Regions from separate parts of the Anser cygnoides genome. Here region 1 is linked to region 2. A link is a contact called in public Hi-C data. All regions are on one chromosome and are shown on one strand. Each heading gives the region's core, a stretch centred on a gene start, on an enhancer-like site or on the middle of the called end of the contact. The rest is flanking DNA. Distances are from core to core; before and after follow the strand shown.

The links. Hi-C and Micro-C count contacts between places; a contact is called where the count stands out from the background.
Region 1: a Hi-C map of liver shows a contact between it and region 2, with 9 times the contacts expected there. The contact joins the promoter of ALDH1A2 here to the promoter of ADAM10 in region 2. A contact is called at or near these places in 2 of 7 Hi-C or Micro-C datasets (both in liver).

Annotation. Positions count from the first base shown.
Region 1 is chr11:18,178,011-18,185,252 of Taihu_goose_T2T_genome, reverse strand. ALDH1A2 (aldehyde dehydrogenase 1 family member A2) reads right to left here and starts at 5,569. Exons shown (of 13, transcript XM_013177370.3): 1 at 5,426-5,569. The coding sequence starts at 5,542.
Region 2 is chr11:17,982,136-17,988,986 of Taihu_goose_T2T_genome, reverse strand. It overlaps ADAM10 (ADAM metallopeptidase domain 10), which reads right to left and starts at 5,345. Exons shown (of 16, transcript XM_048060295.2): 1 at 4,778-5,345. The coding sequence starts at 4,832. MINDY2 (MINDY lysine 48 deubiquitinase 2) reads left to right here and starts at 6,410. Exons shown (of 9, transcript XM_048060276.2): 1 at 6,410-6,851. The coding sequence starts at 6,507. LOC125182359 (a long non-coding RNA gene) reads right to left here and starts at 4,347. Exons shown (of 2, transcript XR_007161925.2): 1 at 3,943-4,347; 2 at 2,358-3,218.

The DNA of each region.
Region 1 (7,242 bases), core at 4,320-6,819, 200 kb before region 2:
GAGACCCTTCCCAAGGATGGACAGAGCTAAAACTGGGACCTGTCTATAATCAGAAAGTAGGGATCCATACTCAAGTTTCTGCTATGTTCGCTTCAGAAAAGGGGTATGAATTTGGCTCTTCTTCAACTCAGGCATGTGTTTTCATTATTACTGACTTCCTGGCTTTGGTGTGCAAATAAATATATACAACTTTTGTATTGGAGATTTGAAATCATAAACATTTTTGCAAACATTAGAAAAACACCTACTACATAGCTCTTGTCTCTCAGTGTGTCACTTGACATTATCCCCTGGACAAAGATAAGATAATTTCCCCTAGCCAGCAGTATTGTCCAGTACAGCTTGATGCATTGAACCAGTATGCATTTTCCTTGAAGATTCAGTCTTTCCCTAATATTCAGCACAGTGAGAGGCCACTGCTACAACAGTTACCTACTCAATAATATACTAGTTATCTACAGTAGTTTGGGGAGGAAAGAGAGAGTCCTATATTCAGTCTGTTAATTGGAATGAAGAGCATAACTACTGTGCAATTGCTGTATGGATTGATATGGATCGATGTTTTGTAATACCAACCACAAAGTACACACACACTACAAGAGAAATTTAAACCATAAACAATGGTAAATGAAAATACAGTATATACAATAAAACTTAACATATAACAATACAGAGAGACACGTAGTGTCAGCATAGAAGCTGAAATGCTCCACAAAGTGAAAAAAGTAGCTATTCTATTTGATTACTTTTTGTACAACCATCTCTAATTTTCTATGTTTCTCTCGTAACCGGACAGTGCTCACTCAGCTAACCAGAAGGCTAGCTAATTTCTTCAACTATCACTCACTGAATTTGTCTTCAAAAGAAAAGCATTCAAATAGTGAGCTTTTTCAGGGAAAGACAGGCAGAAATAGTGCATATTCATCAGTTACTTAACTAAGTTTTGCCAAAACTTGTCTCCAGTTCAAAAAATGAAAAAGATTCTGCATATTTTTTTAAACGAGGCAGATTTCTCATCACCTATCTTAATGTCAGTCTAGAATTTTATCTGGGAAACACATGCAGGAAATTTTGGTGAAAAGAATTTGCACTGTTTTATAACATTCATTTCTTGGCAATGCCAAGAAAGCACAATGAGAATGAAAACAGAAACTTAGTAACAAAACAGGTCAAACCATAATGCTTATTATATGAGAATTTGAAATGTATTTGTTAGTTCTTGTTTACTCAGAATCAGTTTGCCCACACTTAATACAAACTGCTGTCTACTGTTAGTTTCAGCACTGGGTAAGCTGACAGTCTGGCTAGTTTACCTGCTCTGTGTTTAGAAACTGAACTGGTTTCAGCCGATGGTGTAAGAGTAGAGGCCAACCGTTTTAGACAGGTCAAAAAATATGGCTGTCAATCAATTCACAGGTTATTAGTATACAAACAGTTCTGTACCTCTTCACTGCCACAGCGCTGTAACTTCATCACTTTAGAGCACTTTTTACAAAATGCTCTCAAAGACTGCAATTCTTAAACTTTTCCTTATGCTAAAATTCTTCAGGTCTTTCTCAGACTTTTATCAGTTGGCAAGGAAGAAACAAAACTTAAAACACCCAGCTGGATTAGTGTCCCCAGCATGATGCAAACTGAGCATGTTTGTTCACTGAGTTAGATGAAGTAGTGACAGAGCTAGGAACACAACAGAACCACAGGGTCCTCATTTTATACTAGCTGTCTTTTTAAGTCAGTATGACTTACTAAAACCACTAAGAAAGTACTTTATAAAGCAGATTTGAATATACCGTAACACTGGAAGGATAGCCACATCATGCAGAAACACCTTTTGCCTCTGGAGGCAGGAGGAATTTAGGGGAAGAAAACACTGCAAAGGACTCAATCCATAGGAGTGGTTCCATATCTACTGTCTGACACATGGGACACATTCAAGTCTCAGGAGAATGGAGTTTCATAAGAACATGAAGGAGTAGGGCATCAATATAATACTAAGCTTGGAACCCTCTGATCTCCCTCAGAAGCCAGGAGGTTCTCAGAGACACCAGTTCAGAAGAGTGTTTGCTGTACAGAACATGCTAGTACCTGTCCTTGCTGGATGTCAAGCTATGGTGTATCTCACACAGCTGATACTTCTGAAGCAGCCCATTCTGGGAGAGTTCATGGCACAAAGTTGATACTTGTAGCAGTATAATTTGCTGCCATGGAGAGGGCTATATCCCCCTTGCAAGCCTTCCTACTTACACTTTATGGAGCACAGCACTGCCAACAAGCTCCTGACAGGTCTGAAGAGGTGCTCGGTGTGCCACAGGGCTGTGCAATAATCTATTTCCATGCAATTCTGGAAGATCCCCTGTACTGTAGAAGCAATTCCTCTGCAGATATTAATACTAAGAAGTAAAGAATTAAAGTCATCACAATGAAGAGGGAGAGAATGTTGCATGTATCAGTTTTAGTACTTGTCAGCCACACAGAAAAACTTAACTCTGTGTGTTTGAACAATGATCTTCACGCCTGTTCAGAATGTGGCTTTGCACATCCTATTTGCCAATTATTATTATGCACATCTAAAATGCATTATTTATCATAGACCATATCAAAGTATTAAAAGGTGGGAAAAATATTTCCAACGTCTCATTTTTTAAAGAAGCACAGACTGACTCCCAATATTGAAGTCACAACAACGTGCTGCACATATTAATATAAAAACAGGCATCATGTAATTTCCATCACTAATTGGATACATTTTTTCTGACCAATGAAAACCACATTGCCTTGGTGTTCTACATCAGGTATAACAGATCAGAAGGACTTAACACAGTTTTCTGCTCATTTCAGAGAGCCCAGAGGAATGTCACAGAAGTTCTATTAATTCTGCTAAATAATCAAATACATGAAAACTGCAAATACATGGGAAGTATTCTATCTGTGTTCTTGAAATAAATTGTCATAGTCTTTGCAAGGATACTGCAATATTTTAAAGGTTAATGAGTAATCTTATTTTTTCCACTATACATTACATATCTTAACAAATCTTGTTTAGGGATTCCTGGAACTTTAATATGTTCTGTCCTAACAAAATTGTCTTAACTATTTTCCAATTTTAGAATTCCAAAAATCGAATTTAATTAGCAAAGCATATTTTAAAATTACTTTACATTGTTTAAGTGTCCACAGGTACCTCTATTTTTTTTAAGGAATTAAATCCCAAACGGTTAAGATTTTACATTCAAAGACAGCTGTAATAAAGAGTTCAAGAATTCTGGGTCCTGGATGTGTATTTAAAATTCTCAGCTAACAAGCAGGAGAGAGGCCGCTAGGAATGCTTACAGATGTCTGATTTTAAAAGGTTTGAGGTTTTTTTGGTTTTGTTTTTGGTAAATTTATTTAGTCTAATGTTATTTATTGTTTATGGCAGTTGTTTGGCATTTAAGACATGAAGTGACCACTCCCCCAAATGAAAGAATCAAGTTACAATCCCCCAAATGAAAGAATCAAGTTACAATCCATTATTTCATTTTTGATTGTTTTTCTTTGTAATAGGTGGGAAAGGGGATCCTGGATAAAAGTCCTGCCCAAGACAAGACTCCAAACTGAAGACTCCTATTATCTATAAATCACTTGTATTTCCTGCGGAGAAAAAGGAGGGAAGAAAGAGACAGAAAAACAGAGACAGAGGATATACCAAGTGAAATATTCAATACTTGTCCTAAACACAATTTCTCTCATAAGCAGTAAGGAATTACCTGATACCTCAAAACTAAGTCTAGAAGAAATGTGTTGCTGCTGTTTTTGGTTTAATATTGAAAACAAATAACTTTTTTTTTACTTGTTCCAGTAGGATAAGATGTGTAACATCTTACATATTTCTGAGATGATGGCAGTATATACTATGAATCATTAAAGGTTACTGTCCAGCTTACTTCCTCATAAAGAAGATATGGCTGTTAATGACTGCTCTATTTTTGAAAGATTTTTGAACGAATTCTCTAGTTTTAAAATGAAGAAATGCAAGTATTCTTTCTGTGTAAACCGACTGTGATACTACTAGCAGATATTACCCACTGAGGCTTATTTTAAACTGAAACCAGCAATAAATAAAATTAATGCCACGTACTGTTTGCATAGTATCATCGCTCCCAAAGAGTAACACCACACAACCTCAAATAACTACATTCCTAATTTATTTAAACTATTTTCAAATAAATTACATGCAAGAAAACCTGCATCTTTAAATTTGCATATTGCAATTCTCATTAAAATGTAACAGAATCTAAAAGAGTTGATTTTCCTCTGAAACATTCTTCTAGAACATGGAATAGCTGTAACAAATTAGAAGACAATTTTGGCACCCACTTAAAAAAAGAGAAAAGATGAAAAGCTTTCAAAGTGATGATATGGAAGACAAAAAATACACTACATTGGCCAAAATGAGTTTCCTACCAGTTTTAAAGCTCCTGAAGTTGTATTTCCAGTAGATAAAAATGTTGTCACCTTTTTCCAGGGCTGATGTGCTTTATTTTCTTAAGTTTCTCAGCAATTAGAAACAAAGTCTGACACACTGTAACCTGTTCACACATTTGAAACTTCTCCAGTAGGAATGAAAGTATTCTTTAATTAAAGGTACTGAAGATGCAAAGATTCAAAACATAACAAATTTATAAATTCAAATTGCATTGACAAACAAATGACCATTGTTAAAGTCCATTTTAATCTACAAAAACGATGTAGTCCCATAATATAGCAAAGAAAAGCAGCAGATTTTTCTACATTGACCCGATGGGTTGATTGTTAACCCCCCTCTTTATGAAAATTAGTCTGAAACGTTAGTAGGAAAAAATATCCCCTCTCGCAATACTGTTCAAGGGTGTATTCAGGAAGTTAGTAAAGAGACCTGTTCCAGTGCTGTAACAACCTGGCAGTGTTAAGAGTCCTCCAGGAATTGTAAAAGAGTCCCTTGGGTACACAGGCTAATTCAAGAAAGAAAACATTTTTATTTTCTGATTGAGAAATATGGGTACGTATAGTAACTTCCTCTGAATTACATCAAAAGCAACCAAAACATTAGAGGGCTAGTGATTTTGCACTGTGAATAAAGCCCAACAGCTCTGTAGAAAATGCTACATTTAAAGGGAAGTGGCAAAGCCAGTCCCAACAGATCTCATTTGATTTTCTATTATCCTGTGTTTTTTCAGATGATTACAGGGCTAAAAATCTGTTTCCCATATTACAGATTCAAGGCAGTCTTTATACATATATACATATATTTGTTTTGTTTTGTTTCCTTGCCTTTTTGTTTGTTTGTTTGTTTTTTGATCTCAGAGCTGAACTTGGTTAGGGCAGACTGAAACTGATTTTAAGCAAAATCCCTTCTTTGGAGGGAAAGCCATGAATCTCCCTGCCAGAACAAATGAACACAACTTACCTTGGTGTATTTGATTTCAAGGTTGAGAGTGGGAGAAGGCAGCAGATGCAGAGATGCCATCAGAGCTGCAGGATCTGCCTTCACCTCCCCTGGCATCTCAATTTTACTGGAAGTCATAGTCTTGGGGGGGGGGGGGGGGGGGGGGGGGGGTTATAGTACAGCCGAGCCCCCCGCTCTGACCTGATGTTGTGTTGTGCTTTGGGTTCCCCCCCCCCCCCCGCCTCGAAAGCCCGGCGCTGAAGATGTTGCTCTCGTCCCCTGTATATAGGCAGGTGTCAAGCCGGGGCTCTTCTTATTGGACATGGGGGCAGAGGCAGGGGGGCAGGTCCGTCCTACCTAGGGCGAGAGCGGCACAGCCCCGCTCACACGCGCGGCGCAGCCGCGGCTCCCCGCAGGCCTCCGCCGGGTGCTGGGCTCCCGCCGGCCCCGCACCATCCCCGCACCATCCCGCACCGCCCCATCCCGCACCGGCCGCCGGGGACTTCCCCGCCGATGCTCGTGGGGACGGTCCAGAGGAGCGGGACCGGGGAACGCCGCGGGGGGAGCACCACAGCCGCGGTGTCCCCGCTCTCCGCTCCGCGCCGGGAGACGCCAGCCCCGGCCCCGCGCAGCCCCGCCCGGGGCAACCCACGGGCACGGCACCGCGCAGCGCCGGCGGCCGGTCCCCCGCGCTCGCGCTGCGGTGCCCCCTCAGGCGCAGAGCCTCTCGGGCGGCGGGCAGCGGGCGGCCCCTCACGGCGGAGGGCGCTGCCCCCGGGCTGGCGGGGCCGAGCCGGCCCCCCCGGGTCATCGCTCCCGGCCCCCGCCCGGCCGCCCCCGTCCTCCCGCCGCTCTCCCCGCGGGACGCGGCCCCTCCGCGTCGGCCGTGAGGGGAGGGCCCGGCCCGGCGCCTCTCCTCGCCGCTTCCCGCCCGCGGCCCTGCGGCAGACGCCCCCGCCCGCCGCCGCCCTACCTGCCGCCGCGCCGGCCCCGGCCCGGTCCCGCTCGCGGTCCTCGTCCGCCTGCTGCCCCCTGCCGGCCGCGCGCCCCCCGCCGCCCGCCGCTACGGCAGGGGGCCCCCGCCGCCCGCGCGGCGCCGCCTCGCGCCCGACGCCGCCTCGCGCCCCGCCGCGCCCGGACCCTGCGCGCGTCGGCGGCCCTGCCCGCCGCGACATGGCCGCCGCCGCGGGGGCAGCCTCCCCTCGCCCCGGGACACGCTTCCCTCCTGCTGTGCGCTGCGCGGCGCCGCCCCGGCCCGCCCGGTGCACGTTGCCCGTTTTCCAGAGGCCCGGACGCTGCGGGTGCGCGGGCTGCTGCAGGCCCGGACCCCCGTGTGGCCCCAGAGCGAGGGGCTGCCGACCCCGTCTGTGCCCGCGCTGCGCTCAGGAAGGAGAGCAGGCAGCAGGGCAAGGCCCGCAGCCCAGCCGCAGCTTTCTCCTTTCCTTAAAGTTCTGTGCAGAAGGAAGAGGACTAGAGGCTGGAACAATTTGTTCGAGCAACAGCCACCTGTTCCTTTCTGCGGGAGGCCACATGCTGCCCGAGGCCGGGCATGTCACACAGTGGGTTTCTGAGAAGCCCGCAGCCAAATGGAGCCCGGTGCCGTGCTCCCCATGTCCGGCTCCCCATGTCAGGCTCGTCACGCGCACCCCGAGCAGCACGTGTGCCCTGGCCATCTGTCCCGGCTAGCTGGGTGAAACAGCACGTGGCAGTGGGCTGAGGGAAGTCGGAAATGTGTGGCCAAAGCCCTACACTCTCTCTGGTCAGAACTTCTAGGCAGAAAATACGTGCCCACGATTTTTGTCACTTCAGGCAAAATCAGTAAGTTCTCTTTCCTGATG
Region 2 (6,851 bases), core at 4,096-6,595:
GATTATCAAAACTTTTTCTTAGACAAAACCTTTGCAGTCTGTGAGAGAGAAGCAGAAGAAATGCGTTAGGGAACGTGTAAACCACGAGGACGTACAGAAGTCCATGGAACTAGAAGGGCTGCATCCCAGAGCACTGAAGGAGCTGGCTGACGCCATTTTGAGGCTTTCTATCACCTTTGAGAGGTTATTGTGAGAGGGAGGTTCCTGACAACTGGCAGACAAACATCATGCCTGCGTTTAAGGAGAACTTGGAGATCTGTATGCTGGTCAGACTAACCTCAGTATCTGCAAACACTGTGGAGGAAATTCACATAAAAGCTCACTCCATATGCACAAAGATTAGTAATAAGCAGTGCTAAAATTTAGCAACACAAGCAAGCATCTATTATGTGTATCTGTATCATGGTAAAAGAACATTTAACTGTCCTTTAAGTCGATAAATCCAGCACGCACTGTTCTAAAAGGTGAAGCATACATTAAGACGCTTAGATTAAGACTTGCACAAGAATGGCAAATAGTTCAAATACAACTCAAGTTTGTTAGTGGAAAAGAAACATAAAATACAGCATGCTGGACTATCAGAAATTGTTCAGTGCTCAAGCTAACCTACTGGACAACTCTTTACTGCAAGCATCATAATTGATTTGCAGATTTGAAGTGCCAGCATGTGATAAACACCTTTAAGAGAATGATTATTAGTATTTTAATTTAGATAAAGATTATCAAAACAGGTTGTATTTTTTCAAGCTGTTTTAAATTTTTGGTTAATTCTCTTAAAAAAATGGTCCCTTCACATGGGACACTCATTGAAAAGTATACATAGCATTCAAATTGAGTACTTTTGTGTTGAGGCGCATCAAAAGCCAGTAATCCTAAAATCTATCTCCCAACAAGAATTTCACTGAAGAATTAATCTAGGCTGTGTTTTTGTGATTGCTAGCAGAAGGGCAGGTCCTGCCACCCTTTTTCATCCATCCTATTTCTGCTCTTCCCTTGTGCTGGCACTACAACCGATTGGGATGAAAAATATATGTTTTCTTCTGGTCAAGTTAGTTTTTGGTGGAAAAAAAAACATGTGCAAACAAAAGCCAAGTCAGGATCATTCCCCTTCACTGGAAACTTGCATTTAAGGCACAGTTAGTACAGCACCACCAGACTAACTGATGTCTGCTTTGAGGTGATATGTATGGCAGGAAAACAGTCACTGCTTTCATTTAAATTTGCAGGTTGAATTGGCTCCTCATGTCACCAAACACCAGAGGTGGTGAAGGAGAGATGGGAATGCAAGGCCAGGGCAAGACAATGCAGCTCATGAGAGTGGCTCTGCCATACCGCAGAACTGAACTGTTTGAGCCTTCTAAAAGCAATGATGAAGTACTGTCTTAGGTTCCTAGGTGATGGTATTTCAAAGTTGCTATTTAAAAAAACTGATTTTAATTAATTACCATGGGTACTTCTGAAATAATCACCTGACAGCTGCCTTTACCAGACACTGCCTCATCCAGCCATATAAAGGTCTAAATGTTTTAATTTTAAATCCCAGATATGTGCTAGAGGCTGAGTGCCATTTTAATGAAGGGTAGTATTCTTCTCAATCTATAGCAAGGATGCAGACTTAATCTCTCTGATGCTGATAGCTCATATAAATACCTTCCTACAACTCCCCCATGTGTCCAGAAAAAAACAATTTCTCCCGTGCACAGTGAGAAATAGGTTGTTTGATATCCCGCAGCACAAGCCACTAAGACACAACTCAGAAGTCCCAACAACATAGAAGGGTGTGCTGTACCAGGAATTTGTCACAGATTTGCAATGATGTTCAGCATCTGATCAGCCTAGGCAAAGCACGACCGTTTCTTAATTCCAAACTTTTTGGGGTCTCATTGCTTCTTTTCAGTATTTTCTAATACTATTTCCACACTTCTTTAAATCACCCTCAGATTTTATCAGTTATTTCCATTCCTCAAAGGACATTATAATAATTATGTAGCATTTAACATATTTGCATGCATTCCCATAACATTCAATGAAGCATGCTCCTAACAGTTGCAAAGAATATTGCCCCTAAGGACTGCTTTATAAATGTCAAAATTGCTAATAACATCAGTCAGTGAACAGATCCCTAAACTAAGCAACTCTGAAGGTATTGAGGAAAATACTGAGATTCACTTTACCTTTTTTTTTTTTTTAAGAAGTCTGAAAATTCAAGGCAGTATATGCTAGAAACTTAAGATATGCGTATCTACTTAAGGTGAGTTCTACCTTTCCCCAGTTTCTTAATAAAAAAAAGAAAATTGGCATGACTTTTCTTCTCACGTGATTGAAACTATGTTCAAAATGACCAGTTGAAATACCTGTTTTAGGAAGGTTGTATTTATTCATTGGTAGTAAAGAAATAAATTTCTAGAACAGCCCTAAAAGTTATCTAATATCAGAACCTGACCAAGCATGATCAGGTCCTATCAGAGTTAATCACTGCTAACTCTTCTGTCCTAACCATAAGCCATATAGACATGTAAAGCATCATAATATAGACATTGCAGTACACTTCATTTGTACAGCAACACTAGTGATTGCTTTTGGTTTTGTTCCTTTTCTAGTTTAAATTTTTCTTAAAATTATGTAAATGTAAACAAATTCACAATCAATTGAAACAGATTTCATTTAGGCATTAAGTTGTTCTTTCTCCTCAAATGAGCCATCAAATAAAACAGTACACAAGTAAACCATAAAAGTTGTATCTTAGTATTAAAACATACAAAAATCTTGACTTTGTGATCCATTATTAACTATGAACTGAAGCTGTAATCAGTTCTGTTAATCTACCATTATTTAACACTACCCCAAGAATACCACAATAGAGTACAGACAGGGTATACAGACATAAACCCTTAAGTACTTCTGAAAGAATTACTCTGGTATCCCAGAAAAACGTTCCACGCTTAGTCTCAATATACAGAAACACATTCAAAAAAGTACAAATTCACGTAATTTTCAAAATTATTACTATTTCATATGTATATAGCTTAAAACTATACATCTTTGAAGAACAATGTTATTTGGCTTCTAGATCTGTGTAGAACTATTGAGCACAAGAGGCACCATACTCAAACGTAGCACAGGTAAATTGCGTTTTTCAGTTGTTTCCAGTTTGTATTGTTCTCGCAGTAACACTTAAGAATGATGAAGTTGCCTTTTCCACAGACGTTACTGTACTCCTAGAATATAAGCATTTAAATAAAGAACTTTATAGTTCAGCAAAAACATTTACAGTAGGTAAGAAATTCTAGAAATGTAAGTAGAAGTTAATAGATAATTCTATTATTAAAAAGTAATTCAAAAGCTAAAATATTTTTTTCATAATTATGTTTAGACTTTCAAAAAGAGGAAAAAGCTTCATAGGTTATTACTGACATGCGTATCAGCCAGCGTTCCCAGGTTCCTATCAAGCACTGTTAAGCTTTGTTTAAAGATTGATCTATATTGCTAAGCACTGTAAGTCACGTGCTTCTGTTACCCAAAGTGAGGAGCACTTCCTACTGCCGATAACATTGAAGGTGTCCATTTTTCTCTCAAAGAAAAAATTAAACATGAATTTCCAAAATACATTTAATGAACTTGTTTCTATGTACCCAGAGTATATATATGTTATCATGATTTGAGCTTGAAAGCGTACTTGCCTGCTTGAAATTAAACCGTGAAAACAACTCTCACAACTGGTTAATGAATCCCTTTGAATTAATTCCATGCCAGCACAGTTTAGTTTAGAAAACAAGAAGGCTTTGAAAAGTATGTCAATAGTTTTAGTCTGCGGTACCCTAATAACTGACTGGAATTCATGAGGTCAAAGTCACGAGCAAAATCTTGTGTGCGTGTCTTGTAATCACACACAACGGGGTGAGTTCTGGCCATGTGCATCACTTTGTTTTTTATCACAGTTACCTCACAGCTCGGCCACAAGCACGACCCGCTCGAGTTCTCTCCTGCTTGGATGTTACTTTTTGATAACGCATAAAAGGCCGGGTTTGGGGCTAGATCCCTTGTTAATAAGCCTACGTATCGGCGTACACAGATGCGGGGCCGAGGTAAGTGCCAAAACGAAACAAGAAGCAAGCCCTTCATCGAGTGCTCCACGCACCCCTCCCTAGGAGCGGCGTCACAAGTCCACCTCCAGCGCTCGCCCCTGCGAAAGCGCGAAACTGTTTTCCTGCCTGCCCCGGCTGGTTGAACGCCGCCAGCCGGGCCGGGAAGCCCTCACAGCTGCCTCCCCCCCGCCGCGAGGAGAAGCAGCAGGGTGTTTGCCCCCGGCCTAGGGAGCGGGCGGAACCCCCACCAAGCCGCTTTAGCCCCCCCCCCCCCCCCCCCCGGCGCTCGCGCTGCGTTTCCTGGAACCGAACGTCCCGGCCCGCGGCGCTTCCTGGTGCCGGGCACAGGGAAGGGCAGCTCTCGGGGAGGCTCCGGGAAGCTCTCGGGGAGGTTTCGGGCGAGGAAGGGAGAGAGGCGGCTGCCGGGACGCCGAGGAAAGTCCCGAGGAACGGCAGCCGGCGGGGCCGGGGCGGAGGAGAAGCGCTCCGCGGCGGGGAAAGTCCCGGGCCGGGCGCTGCGGGGAGAGGGCCCGGGCGCGGCCCCGGGCCGGGAGCGAGCGGGGGGAGGCGAGCCCCGGGGAGCGGCCCGGCCGAGGCCTGGCGCCGAGGCGCGGCGCCCCGGGGAGGGGAAAGGAAGGGAAGGGGGACCGGGGAGAGCCGTGGCCCCGGGCCGGGCCCCGTCCGCTCCTCACCTCCGGCGCCCGCCGCACAGGAGCACAGCAGGAGCAGCGTCCCCGCCAGGTCCATCTTCGCCGGGCCCAGGCCCCGCCGCCGCCGCCGCCGCCTACCCACGGCGCATCCGCCCCGGTCGGCGCCGGGATGGGGAGGGGCGAGCGCCGCGCCTCCCTCCGCTTTGTCCCCCGCCGCTCTGCAGGGCCGCTGCCACCCACGGATCGCCTGGCAGCGGCGGCTCGGTTCGGCTCGGCTCGGCTCGGCCCGGCCCTGCCCGGCTGCCCCCGCCCCGCTCCGCTCCCTCCGCCCGCCCCCGCCCGACGCCGCCGGAGGGGCGGGGCCGCGGGGCTCGCCCAGGAACGCGCCGCGGCCTCGCCTCCTGCGTGCGGGAGGGGCGGGGCCAGGCGGCCGGGAGCGCGCGGCCCGCCTCGCAGGCACAGGGGCGCCCCCCGGCGGGAGAGAGGAGGGCGGGGGCGGCCGCGGGCTGTGCCGGGCAGGCCCCGCCTGAGGCGCGGCGGCTGCGACCCCTGGGGGGGGGCCGGGAGCTGCCCCCTGTGCCGTCACGTACCCTTTGCTCCGTGCCCCAGCTCACCGAGTTCCTCGCGTTTCGCGCTTTGCCCCAGGACCCCCGCCTCTCGCGAGGCCCCCGTCTGTGGGGAAGCGCAGCACGCGGCCACAGCGCGGGACCCCCGCCTGCCCTCACGGCCCCGCGCCGCCCCCCAGAGACTCGCTTTAGATGTAAGGCTTTCTGACAAGTTCCGCTTCGCTGTCGTGCCCCTCTTTTGTTGTCCTCTCCCTGTAAAGATAAATCCCCGTTAACAGTATTAGTTGATTCCAAAAGTCCTTAACTTGATGATTTATTTGTTTATTTTATTAAATAAGCATCCTGCAGTGGTGTGGGGAATCAGCCTGGAGGTTTCTCTCCTCTGACCTCTGCTCTTCCAGGAAATGGGGGACACCACCCCTTTTACAACAGTCCAACTCCCACGCCGTGTTACTTTAGGAAGTTAGGAAAACAATAGCTTTTGGCAAACCATTGTTTTTACAGGAGAGCCTACCTTCGTGTCCAAACTCCCCCGAAAAGTTGTGCAAACACGTATGCAGAAAGCACCATGACAGTGAAGGCGCTTCAGATAAGGTTGCTGAAGTTGATGCAACAATTTACGAGGAACCAAATCGGAGAACCCTGAGAACGGAAGCGGTAAGGGAAGCCCTCACCATCCCCACGCTGCCCTCAAAACGCGTCACTGAGAGGTGAGGGGCAGAGGCACCGAACGCGTGGATCGGGGCAAAGCCCGGGTGACGGGGCTGCGTTCTTTCTCCCCGCCCCGCCCCGGACCACACACCCGTCCCGCAGACACCGCGCCTGCCGCCTCAAAACCCACCGGGGGCTGCCCGTGCCTGCCCCACCCGCGTTACTTCAGGCACAGCAGCCGGACAGGGCCGCTCGGACATCGGCCGGAGGGGGCCGGCAGGGGCCCGGCGCCGCCGCGCCGCGCCCGTTTCCCCTCACAACTCGCCCGTTTTCCCTCAGAGCCCCCCCCGCCGCCCGTCGCGCCCTCCGAGCCCCGCCACCGCCCTCCGGTGCCGCCCCGCCCTCGGGGCTCCCCCCTGCCCCCGGCGGCTCCAGCCCGCCGCCCGCCCCCACATCCCCGGCGGGGCGGAGCCGCCGCTGCTGTCATGGCGTCGCGGGCGCTGCTGGCCGAGGAGCGGCCGCTGCGGTGCCGATAGAGCGTGGAGGAGCCAGGCATGGAGGGCCTGGCGCAGCCCCCGCCGCCTCCGGGCTCGCCGCAGAGGGGCGGCGGGGGCGCCTCCGGCAAGCTCCTCCTGGAAGAGGCGGCGGCGGGCGGCGGCTGCGGGGACGGGCCCGCGGCGGCTGAGGCGGGCGGCGGGCAGCGCAGCCCTTCCCCTCGGCCGGACCCCGCGGCCCTCCGGCCGCCGTCTCCCCCGCGGGCCGCGGAGGACGCGGCGCCGGAGGAGCCCGGGAGCCCCGGAGCGGCGGCCGGCTCGGAGAGCGGTCCCGCGGGGGCTGGCCCCGGGAGCAGCGGGGCTCCCAGCCCGCCGGGGGAGGAGTCCCGCAGCCTGGACTCGCTG